3 separate regions of the Mus musculus genome follow, and all the other regions are linked to region 1. The links are chromatin contacts, called in public Hi-C and Micro-C maps. All regions are on one chromosome and are shown on one strand. Each heading gives the region's core, a stretch centred on a gene start, on an enhancer-like site or on the middle of the called end of the contact. The rest is flanking DNA. Distances are from core to core; before and after follow the strand shown.

Region 1 (3,068 bases), core at 146-2,645:
GTTTTTTTTCTTTACTTTTTATGATTCAGGATGTCATATAGACTAAGCTGGTCTTGAAGTTATATAGCTGAGGCTGTCCTTGAACTCCCAATCTTCCTGTCTCTACCTTCAAACTGTGGGGTCATTAGTGTTCACCATCACAGCCTGCTCCCCAAGAACATTCCTAAGCCCTGTCTATTTACAATTGCATTTTTTTTGAGATTACTGATTTGAGACTTGATTTGCGGCTCTTTTAAAGTCACTTCTGCACTTAAAAACAAGATAATAACAAAAACAGTGTAAGTATAGAAAGGGGTAGACTGACAGAGAATATAAAGCAAGAGTATATTAATGGAATGGATGCATAGAATTGGTGGGAAGAACAAATAGAGACCTCTCCTTTTGAGAAATTGCATTCATGTTTTCTTCCTAAGGAGATATATTTCTACATGCAATTTAGTTCCCCCTACTCACTTGGGTTCCATTTCCAGGAATGCAGTTTCGCAATGTCAGTCTTGGACTTACATACCCCCCCACTTTTTTTTATACCTGAAAGGGGTTAAATTATAAGAATTCATTCTTGAATTTGCTAAGAATTTTGTCACTTGAAATTCTCATCTATATCTCCTAATAGTGTGGGAAATTTTCATTCAAATTCCAACTACAAGGGAAAATTTTTTAGGAGAATTTCTTCTGTTATACAATAGAAGATTAACTTTTGGGGGACTGGGAAGTTTTTAATATGCTAACTAGACGTGGCTACTAAGCCTTTTGGTAAATATACCTGCACCCAATTCATGCCTTGAAAAGGTGGAGCTCTCCTCTAATTACTAGAAAAATAATTACACCAAACATCGTTTTCTTGTAGGACACAAATGCAGCATTGCCTTTAGAAGAAGCTGCCCATGAAACTGGTTCCACGTTAGAAGGAGAAAATTGCATCAAACGACCTAAGTCACAAAAACCTTTTCTCACGAGCCCTTAAAGCAGTAAACAGGCTAAGCAGTGTGGCCTCGTGTTTGTGCTTGGGGAATGAAATGTACACCGTGGCCCTGTTTCGCCGGCCTACTTTCTGGGATAAGCAGCTCTCCTGAGGCCCATTGGGAACAGCTACTGTCTCCACCGTCCACTTGGTAGACTACACTGCACCGGGAAGAAACTTTGGCCTTGAGGGAGCTGGCCATAGGCGACTCATGCGCTGTGCGCGTGGTAAGTGATTATTAGTTAGTTATGGCTGTAAAAGCACACCGACACCCTTGTTGCTAAGGGTTGAATAGGATGAGCGCTACGCATTAGCTAGAGGAAGCCGAAAAGGCAGTACGAAGCACGGAGCATGCGCAGACTGCCGCTCCTTTCCCTAGGCCGCCGGAAGTGGAGCCTGCGGAATCGGCGTCCGTGCCGGAAGTTGAGTCTCCGGATTCGGCGTCCAGACGTAGTGACGCACGAGCGCGGGAGTACGTGAGGACGCAAGCGGGTCTTAGAGAGAGTGAGTTTCCGCGTCTCTTCAGCTGAGTGTATGGCATCGCTTTTGTGCGGCGTGTGTTGCGGCTTCCCGGGACCACGGATGGCGGGGCCGGGGCTGAGATCCGGGCCGCTGCGGGCCGGGCGGAAGCGCTGCTATGGGGCCAGCCAGGGTCCGCTGGGCGGAAGTGCTGCTTAGGGACCGGGCGGAGGAGCCGGCCCGCCGGGTCCGGGTCTTCTTCTCCCCTCCGGCCGGCCGGGATGGGGTCGCAGGGGCAGTCGCACCGGTACCGCTTCCCTGGCTCATGGAGATCTAGGCTGCCCGGATAGGCTTTTGCGAGGTTCCTCCGACTTCAGGAAGTTTGAGGCGAAGTTGCATCAGCTTGCACAGAGCTTGCAGTGGCAGGTGGTTGGGGGGGCGGCCACTTCTGTCTCAAACACACAGACCCATCCTAACCTCTGTAAGGCTGTCTGTACCACAGAATAGAGGACAGACATACACCCGAGGGACTTCACCTCTTCTCTTTTCACACATGCCTTTCCGTTTTTCCAAAACAGGCATTATTTAAAACAACAACAACAACAATAACAACTGTAATATCTAATTATTGCACGGTTAAGATTCAGTTGTCAGACTCATTTATAAAAGTCCCTTTCAGTAGCTTCATGACACCAGGTTTTCTTTGGGGGGGGGGGCATGGTGCCAGGTTTTTTGTTTTTTTTTTTTTTTCCCCCTCTACTTTTCATCCCAACGTCCTAACCTCATTTACCTTCTTCCTGCTTCTATTACTGATTCTGCTTCGGATCTTCTAGTGTTCTGGTACATTCCAGGAGAGCAAGTGCTCCTGCCTTGGTCCTGGGTTTGCTCTCCATCAACAGCATCTTCTGAGGGAATTGTTGGCAGTACAGATTTTAGTGTCATACCCCTTTGAGCAAGCCTTTCGGTCCATTCTAGCACTTCCGGGTACTGAGTTCGACGAATAACAGCGTAAAAAGTACTCACTCGTTATGGAATTTTATACATAATGAGGTTAGAGTAAGGTGAGGTATTTTCTAGATCTGGAATCTTGACCGAATCATTTAACTGTGACTTCATAGTACTAAGTGTTGACATGTGAAAACAAGTGGGTAGCAATAACCCATACAAAACACTCCAAGAGAAGTTACTAGACCTGCATGAAGAAAGCGCACAGGTCGTGGAGGAAGGACGAGGTGTAGGGTTAGAGAGCAGTTGGAGTGCATGATTTTATGACTGCTGCAAAGACTTTTATCCCAACTACTTATGAATAGTAAAAATTTAGATACAGGATAGTTATGGATGTCTCACACCTGTAACAGCAATGCTCAGGAGGCTGAGGCAAGAGATATCCTAAGTTTGGAGTCCAGTCAGAGCTACATCATGAGACCCTATGCAAACAGCCACATCAAGCGAGAAAGTTACAGCAGTCCGTTATGCCACTAATTTTATTTACATTGTGGTATTTTAGAAAATGAACTATTAGAAATTGTGCCAAGGTGGTTTAAAGGTCTTTGCCCTTCTTGTTTCTTCAACTTAGTTATACCTAAGTTTGTCCTGTAGTTTGGTAAAGGCCAGACCAGAGTTACAAAGAAGCATACAGTGGTGGCTA
Region 2 (3,143 bases), core at 69-2,568, 69 kb after region 1:
ATTAGTTGAAATTCTTTCTTACCAAATGAATATAGTTTGTATCGAGTTAGCATAAATCTAACCAGCACAAACACCAGTCCCATTGAACTGTAAGAAGTCTACATTTTATCTGGTTATTTCTTCCTGGGGCATTTGATGCGTCTCTCTATTCTCTATCTACTAAATATTATCAATCAGTCACATTAGGAGCTCGTTAGACTCGGACTAGCCAGTGTTAGCAGGAAGATGACATAACTACTGTTAAGTCCTTTACAGTGGTTATGAGGTGTTAGATACACACCTTCAGGCGATGTCTTCTTCATTTGTCACTAAGGCGACAGGGCTGCTTCCTCTGGTTCCTCTTCTGTGAGACCAGTTGAAGCCCCTTAGGAGTGTCTGAAAGGGAGTGTGTCTGTGCCCGTGGTTCTGTGATCTCCCGCTTGCCCAGTCTTCAGCTTTACCCTTCCTGAGTTCTTCCTGGCAGCAGAATCTGAGGCGGTGAGCAAGTTCCCACATACCACTCTCGGCTTAGGGTTTGGTGGTTTAACTCCTCAGCTCTTGTCTGTACCCGAGGAGAGTTACTGTTTAGACTGCCCGGCCCTTGTGTTTATTGTTGGGGCAGGCCTGGTGTTCTGTGTACTTCTCAGCATTCCACGTAGTGTCTCCTTCTCTGGGGTCTGAGCCAACCACCCCTTAGGGGTTTGCTTTAGAAGCTTCGTATTATTCGTTGTGTTTATTTTTACTTTTTGACTGAAGATACTTTAGAAACAGTAGTTCCAAAGGCTGTGTGCTTGTTTATTTCTCTATGATTCATGAGTTGTTGTTACCATAAGGAATGTTAGTTTAGTAGTTGTGATTTGGTTTTGGGTTTAAAAAAAAAAAAGCCAGCTAAGAGAAATTCGTTGGGAGAAAGAATAACAAACCCACACCATTAGTTTGATACTATTCTTCAGTTAAACACATTGTAAGGTAAGTTATGGGATTAAAGTAGCAACTTTTTAACCTTAGAGTTTTCTAATATTTCCAAACAGTACCCTGCCATAATTACAAGTCCTAACGTGCATGCCAGGAGTAACACGGCCAAAGCAGCCTTTGTAGAAGAAATAGAGAGATCGCTATTATTCCAAGAACTAGTTCATTCCCTATTAACTGAAATTTTGTCTTGTCCTGTTGGCAGTCAGCACTAACAAAGGAGTCCAGGAGGCAGCTGATACCATACCATAGTAGGAAAGCCTTGGTTAAGAGCCATCTCTGAGTCAAAAGGCAGACGCCTGCTAGGAACAGTAGCTCGCTGAGTTTTTTGTTTGCTCCCCACCCCATGCCTTCTCTAATCTCTTCTCCCCTCCCCCACTGTTGTTCTTTAATGGCCTGCCACCAAGTTCAGCTGGCACTGGGCACAGAGTTCTTTCTCTCCTTTCCAACTTTTGTCTGCCACCTAGGGCCTGGGGCTGGTGAAATCTGGAACCCCTTGCTGATGTGTGGGGTGCTTGTGCATATCTTCTGTTAAGTTTCTGAAAAGCACACGGCCACATCCACACTGGCTGCCCTGTGAAGATTGGGCAGCGCTACACCAGACAGTGTGCTGGGCTGCTCCTTAGCCATATGTGAAATCAAGGCAAAATGCACTCCAAAAGCCTTGGCTTGACAGTGAGACAGGCTGCCATGACCGAAAAGAAATAGACTCCCAATTAATATCTAGCGCTTTTGCTGTTGATATCTTTGAGTCCTGTTTCTACCAACCATATATTCAAGGAGATCAGCTGAGGTGTGATTTAAATGGGGTGGGGGGGTGTTGTGGTTAACTTGCAAATTTCTCCTTTCTATGTGGCACCATGAAGGCACATAAAGGTAGTGTTTGTCTTGATTATTTTATTGTATGGGAAATTATAAGAAAGGTGGACTAAATTGTATTCAGTGCTTTTAAAATCAGTTATATTTACTGCAAAAAAAAACAAAAAAGGTTTCACTGTGACATACTCATATTTACAGAAGCACTTTGATGATGTTGACCCACCCCACTGCTCAGTCCAGTTCTGTTATTTCATAGTTTTGTTATTTCCAGTCGGAGGAAAGCATGGCCAGGAAGTGCCGTGGAATAGAGAGGTGAGTGTTTGAAAGTTAGGGCTCCTGTTGTACAAATGAAGGACTCCTGGGAGATAAACACACACAGCTCTTTGAGGAAGACCTGCTTTTGATAAGTACACACAAAGTGGTAATATCTTAGCTGAGCGACTATGTGAGCCTTTCTTGGCTTAATTCAGTCATACGCAGTTGGTGATTTATAACATATGCAAATTCCAGCTGCTGCCTTGCTTGGCTTTGGAGCACTGCAGCTAGGACAGAGATGTATAGCTAAGGCTAATTCTGCATGACCACTTAGCTTTTCTTTCTTTCTTTCTTCCCTGTAATAATAAAAAGAAGTACCATCTGCCAGATTGTCTCAAAGCAATTTCAGTGCAGAACAACGGTTGCCTTAAATTACTGGCTATTTCTCGCTTCTCTTCATGTCCAGGGTATTCATTTCAATGACAAAAGTTTTCCCTTTAAGACCGTGTTTAGGTGTGAAATTGTGCATGTAAAGAAATAGAAGTATTGCATATGACTGTTCATCTGTGACCATGGAAGAGGAGTAACAGAGAAATCAGAATTCTGTGTGGGTTCCTTCTAGAAAGTAGGAGGCTTCTATTTAGGACCACCATTTAAAAGCATTATAGTGTCCCATAAACAATGTAAACATGTTGGGAAATTGACATGAAAAGTTGTATGTGAATTAATTTATAATTTTTCTGAGCCCACACTTGCCATGTATGGAAAGGCACCATTTATATGCTAATGAGCAAGTTGATAATAAAGGTACAGCTGGAACACCAATAAATTAGTTTCCCATATTCCCTCTTCTTCCACCCTGAGACTACTCATTGAGCTGCCTAGTCTCTTTTCAGACTCCCTGTTGCTGTGGGTCCAGGATCTCTCAGTATGCTCCTCAGTGGAGCCTCACCCAGGCCCTCACTCCAGCAGCACCAGGGACAAAGCACCGTAGGCTGCAATTGTGAATAAATCTTGGTTTTTACTATGAGGTAAGACTACTCTGCATGGGCAACAGAAGAGTTAAGTGACCTACTGTAGTTCAGCTGAGCTGGGTAGTAGGTTTAGGAAAGAGAGGC
Region 3 (2,983 bases), core at 236-2,735, 100 kb after region 1:
CTTGGTGTATTTCCTGTGAGCCTTCTGTATGAGGTTTACTGGTCCTTCAGGAGTGTGGAACACCGTCTTATCCTGCTCTTATATAATGTGATTTAATTCTTCTAGCACATACTTATTCACATATAAGATTATATACTGTGAGTTTGCAAGAGCATCTGATATGTAAAATTACAAATCAACTACACTTGTGTATAAGTGTACAAGTATGACAACAAAAAAAGTTTGTAGTACCAGCAAACGGGTAGGGAACACTATAAATAACTATAGAAACACTGCTGGAACATTATCCTGTGTGTCAGTCAGTGTTCAAACGGGAAACAGAGTGAGAGATGGGATCAGGAGTGGCAAGCAGCTGGCTTATCCAGCTGTGGGAACTGAGAAAGCAAGTCCATGTTCTGTAGGGTAGGCCATTCAGAAGAGCAGGCAGACCATGCTAAAGATGAGGCATGCCTAGGGATTGAGCCTGTAAGAAAATGTCTTCTGCTGCTCCTATTGGGCCTTTCAGCTGATTTACTCAGGCCCGTCCAGATGGCCCAAGATAATCTCCCTTGAAAGTCACTGGTTGTGGACTTTAGCGACCCCATCACATACCTATGCAGCAGCACCTGACTTGTATTTGTTCTGGTCCTTGAAGAATGGCAGAGGCATCAGTAGCAGCCGGATGACTAAAACCTAACCAGAGCAAACAGTGAAAAATGCCTCACCAGGAAAGGACAGCGGGCACTTGGAATGGCTGGGTTTGCTACACAGTCTTTCTCTGACCTTCAGTTCTCCATTTTCTCATCTAAAACAAACAAACAAACAAAAACCAAAAATAGGTTCCGTGCTTGTCAAAACTTTTCACCAAGAAACAATATGATGTTTTATAGTAGTGATGGTGGTGATGTTGAGTCGATGTGAGCTGAAATTTGGTGTGGTAAAGAAAGGGCTAATGGGAAAACAGAGCTTCTTGTAACGAGCTTTGTCTGAAATATACATCTTCAATTAAGCTAAAAACCACAAGCTAGTCGGGTGGCGCACGCCTTTAATCCCAGCACTGGGGAAGCAGAGGCAGGTGGATTTCTGAGTTCGAGGCCAGCCTGGTCTACAGAGTGAGTTCCAGGACAGCCAGGGCTATACAGAGAAACCCTGTCTTGGAAAACCAAAAAAAAAAAAAAAAAAAAAAAAAGAAAAACCTACAAGCTATCATTCTCTTGACTAATGTTACTTCCTAATGACTAAAGATGGATGAGAAACCTTTGTATCAATCTGTATCCAGTTATTGTAAAGCCTTTTTGCTTTGGGCCTAAGACAAGGTAAATTCCCTTTTTAATACAGAAGCAAGCACACTATATTTTTGATACTTTGAAGTATTGAATCCTTTGCCTAACATCTAAATAGGAAAAGAGTTAAACCATTTGCAAGGAGCTTGCTCCAAGCTTAGGTAACGACTGCTGTGACCAGTTGACAGACACCAGAGAAAGGCATAGCTGAGAGAGGTCAGGCCGAACTCTTTCTCCCAGGGCTGCTCCCTGTGAGCTGAGCTGAGTCTGCCATGCAAGTCGCTCCCCTAGTTTGGAAAGCCATCTGTATTTTGTAGGCAATTTAATCCATGTGTTCCTGAATCATTTTTTGGCTAAGTCATTAAGAAGTTATTTTGTTAAATGTATTTTAATGTTTGAAGTCTCTTAAAAGTATTTTTAGTAGGTTTTCATCCTTTGCAAAGCTAATTTTTCTCAGTTTGTTTTCTTGTTTGACACACTGTGCATCATCTCAACACATCTTATGGCGAAGGGAAGGCTTGAGCCCAGCAAGTCTAGTGTACTAACATGGCACATTTGCAGCATTCAGTGTCTGTGTGCAGGACTGTTATCCCTCTTCAACTTTGTGTGCTGTACCCTGGGTGTTCATATCACCGTCCCAGCCCTCTCCACCCTGCTCCCCACAGGGGCACAAGGAAGAGGACTTGGGGGAGGGTGAAAAAGGACAAAGAATGAAATCAAATTGACTCCTAAGGCCCATTTCTATGCTCTGTCACGTGATCCTTTCTTTTCAAAATTGAGTTCATTCTCCTCTTTTACCTAGTGCCATTGCCAGCCAGGAGGATTAAGGGGTTTGATAAAAATGCCCACAAAAGGGAGAAATAGAATTGAATTAGGAGCAATCCCCAGCTTCTTACTCTCAGAGCAAAATAGAAAGTGGGATCTCCTTGTCTGGAGCTAATTGAAAAGTGGTTTCTTTTTCTTCTTTTGAAGTTTTAAAAAGAAAGTCTTTGGATGCCAGGGATATGGGCCAGGCTTCGTCAGTCCCTGAACATCCAGGTGAAGGTCTGTATGTCAAGATCACTGCTGACCACACAAGGCAGTAAAGAAGCCATGGTTGTGTGTCTGGGCTCTGGATCAATACTGACTCCCTGTGCAGACAATCAGGTTCCTCCACCAGAGGCTTCACCTATTGCAGAGATAGGGTGTCAAGCAGTTGACACATGGCCTCCTGGGCTCTGCCAGCCTCTGGGATGTCCTTCCATCTGCTTTTTAGATGTTTGTCCTCAAACCTTTTCTGTGTGCCATAGTTCTTCTCTTGCGTTCACATGGGAGTTGAGATATACTTTCTCAGATATGTCATAACACAGCTGTGGCTATGGACAGGTGCCTGCCTCCAGCAAACTCTAATCTCCGTGTGAGTTATACATGTCCTGTCCCTTATACTTGACCTTGGAGGGTCTTTGAGGACTTTAAGTTTTATAAGCCTATTCCATATCCCTTCAAATGTACTACAACCTATACAGTCCTGCCCTTAGTTTTTAAATACAAAGTTAGGGTATAAATATATAGGATAGAAACATAGGTAACCATCCGTGTAACTGAATTATAAGTTGTTGAAATAGTACTTTTCATAATCATTTAATTGAATACTCTTTATAATTTTTATAGCTTCTTTACTTTGGAGTCAGCTAATTACTTAGGTCTCAGGCATTTTCACAATCCTTTCAAACACCCGAAGT

Evidence for each region. A called contact is a pair of places that touch in the nucleus more often than the background predicts.
Region 2: a contact with region 1 is called in a Micro-C map of stem cell-derived neurons, with 2.0 times the contacts expected there. The contact joins the enhancer-like site here to the promoter of Rhbdd1 in region 1. A contact is called at or near these places in 2 of 39 promoter capture datasets (the 3T3-L1 cell line and hippocampal neurons), 5 of 484 Hi-C or Micro-C datasets (MC3T3-E1-derived osteoblasts, nephron progenitors, neural stem cells and 2 more) and 3 of 115 datasets of contacts at active chromatin or transcription factors (astrocytes, extraembryonic endoderm stem cells and trophoblast stem cells).
Region 3: a Hi-C map of uterus shows a contact between it and region 1, with 2.2 times the contacts expected there. The contact joins the enhancer-like site here to the promoter of Rhbdd1 in region 1. A contact is called at or near these places in 1 of 39 promoter capture datasets (the 3T3-L1 cell line), 2 of 484 Hi-C or Micro-C datasets (the F1.1 cell line and uterus), 3 of 115 datasets of contacts at active chromatin or transcription factors (forebrain, neural progenitor cells and pancreatic cancer cells) and 1 of 9 other capture datasets (pancreatic islet).

Annotation. Positions count from the first base shown.
Region 1 is chr1:82,315,184-82,318,251 of GRCm38.p6, forward strand. Rhbdd1 (rhomboid domain containing 1) reads left to right here and starts at 1,396. Exons shown (of 7, transcript NM_029777.3): 1 at 1,396-1,465.
Region 2 is chr1:82,384,658-82,387,800 of GRCm38.p6, forward strand. All of the region lies in intron 6 of Rhbdd1 (rhomboid domain containing 1), which reads left to right. Among named protein-coding and RNA genes, the nearest start is that of Gm46095, 14 kb to the left of the region's middle. Within about 2 kb of position 1,319, at least 54 of the 459 cell types and tissues checked have an H3K27ac peak or open chromatin away from gene starts, as enhancers often do. A contact at or near this core is called in astrocytes, neural stem cells, stem cell-derived neural progenitor cells and 1 more, where this site is marked.
Region 3 is chr1:82,415,291-82,418,273 of GRCm38.p6, forward strand. All of the region lies in intron 6 of Rhbdd1 (rhomboid domain containing 1), which reads left to right. Among named protein-coding and RNA genes, the nearest start is that of Gm46095, 45 kb to the left of the region's middle. Within about 2 kb of position 1,486, at least 7 of the 459 cell types and tissues checked have an H3K27ac peak or open chromatin away from gene starts, as enhancers often do. A contact at or near this core is called in pancreatic cancer cells and uterus, where this site is marked.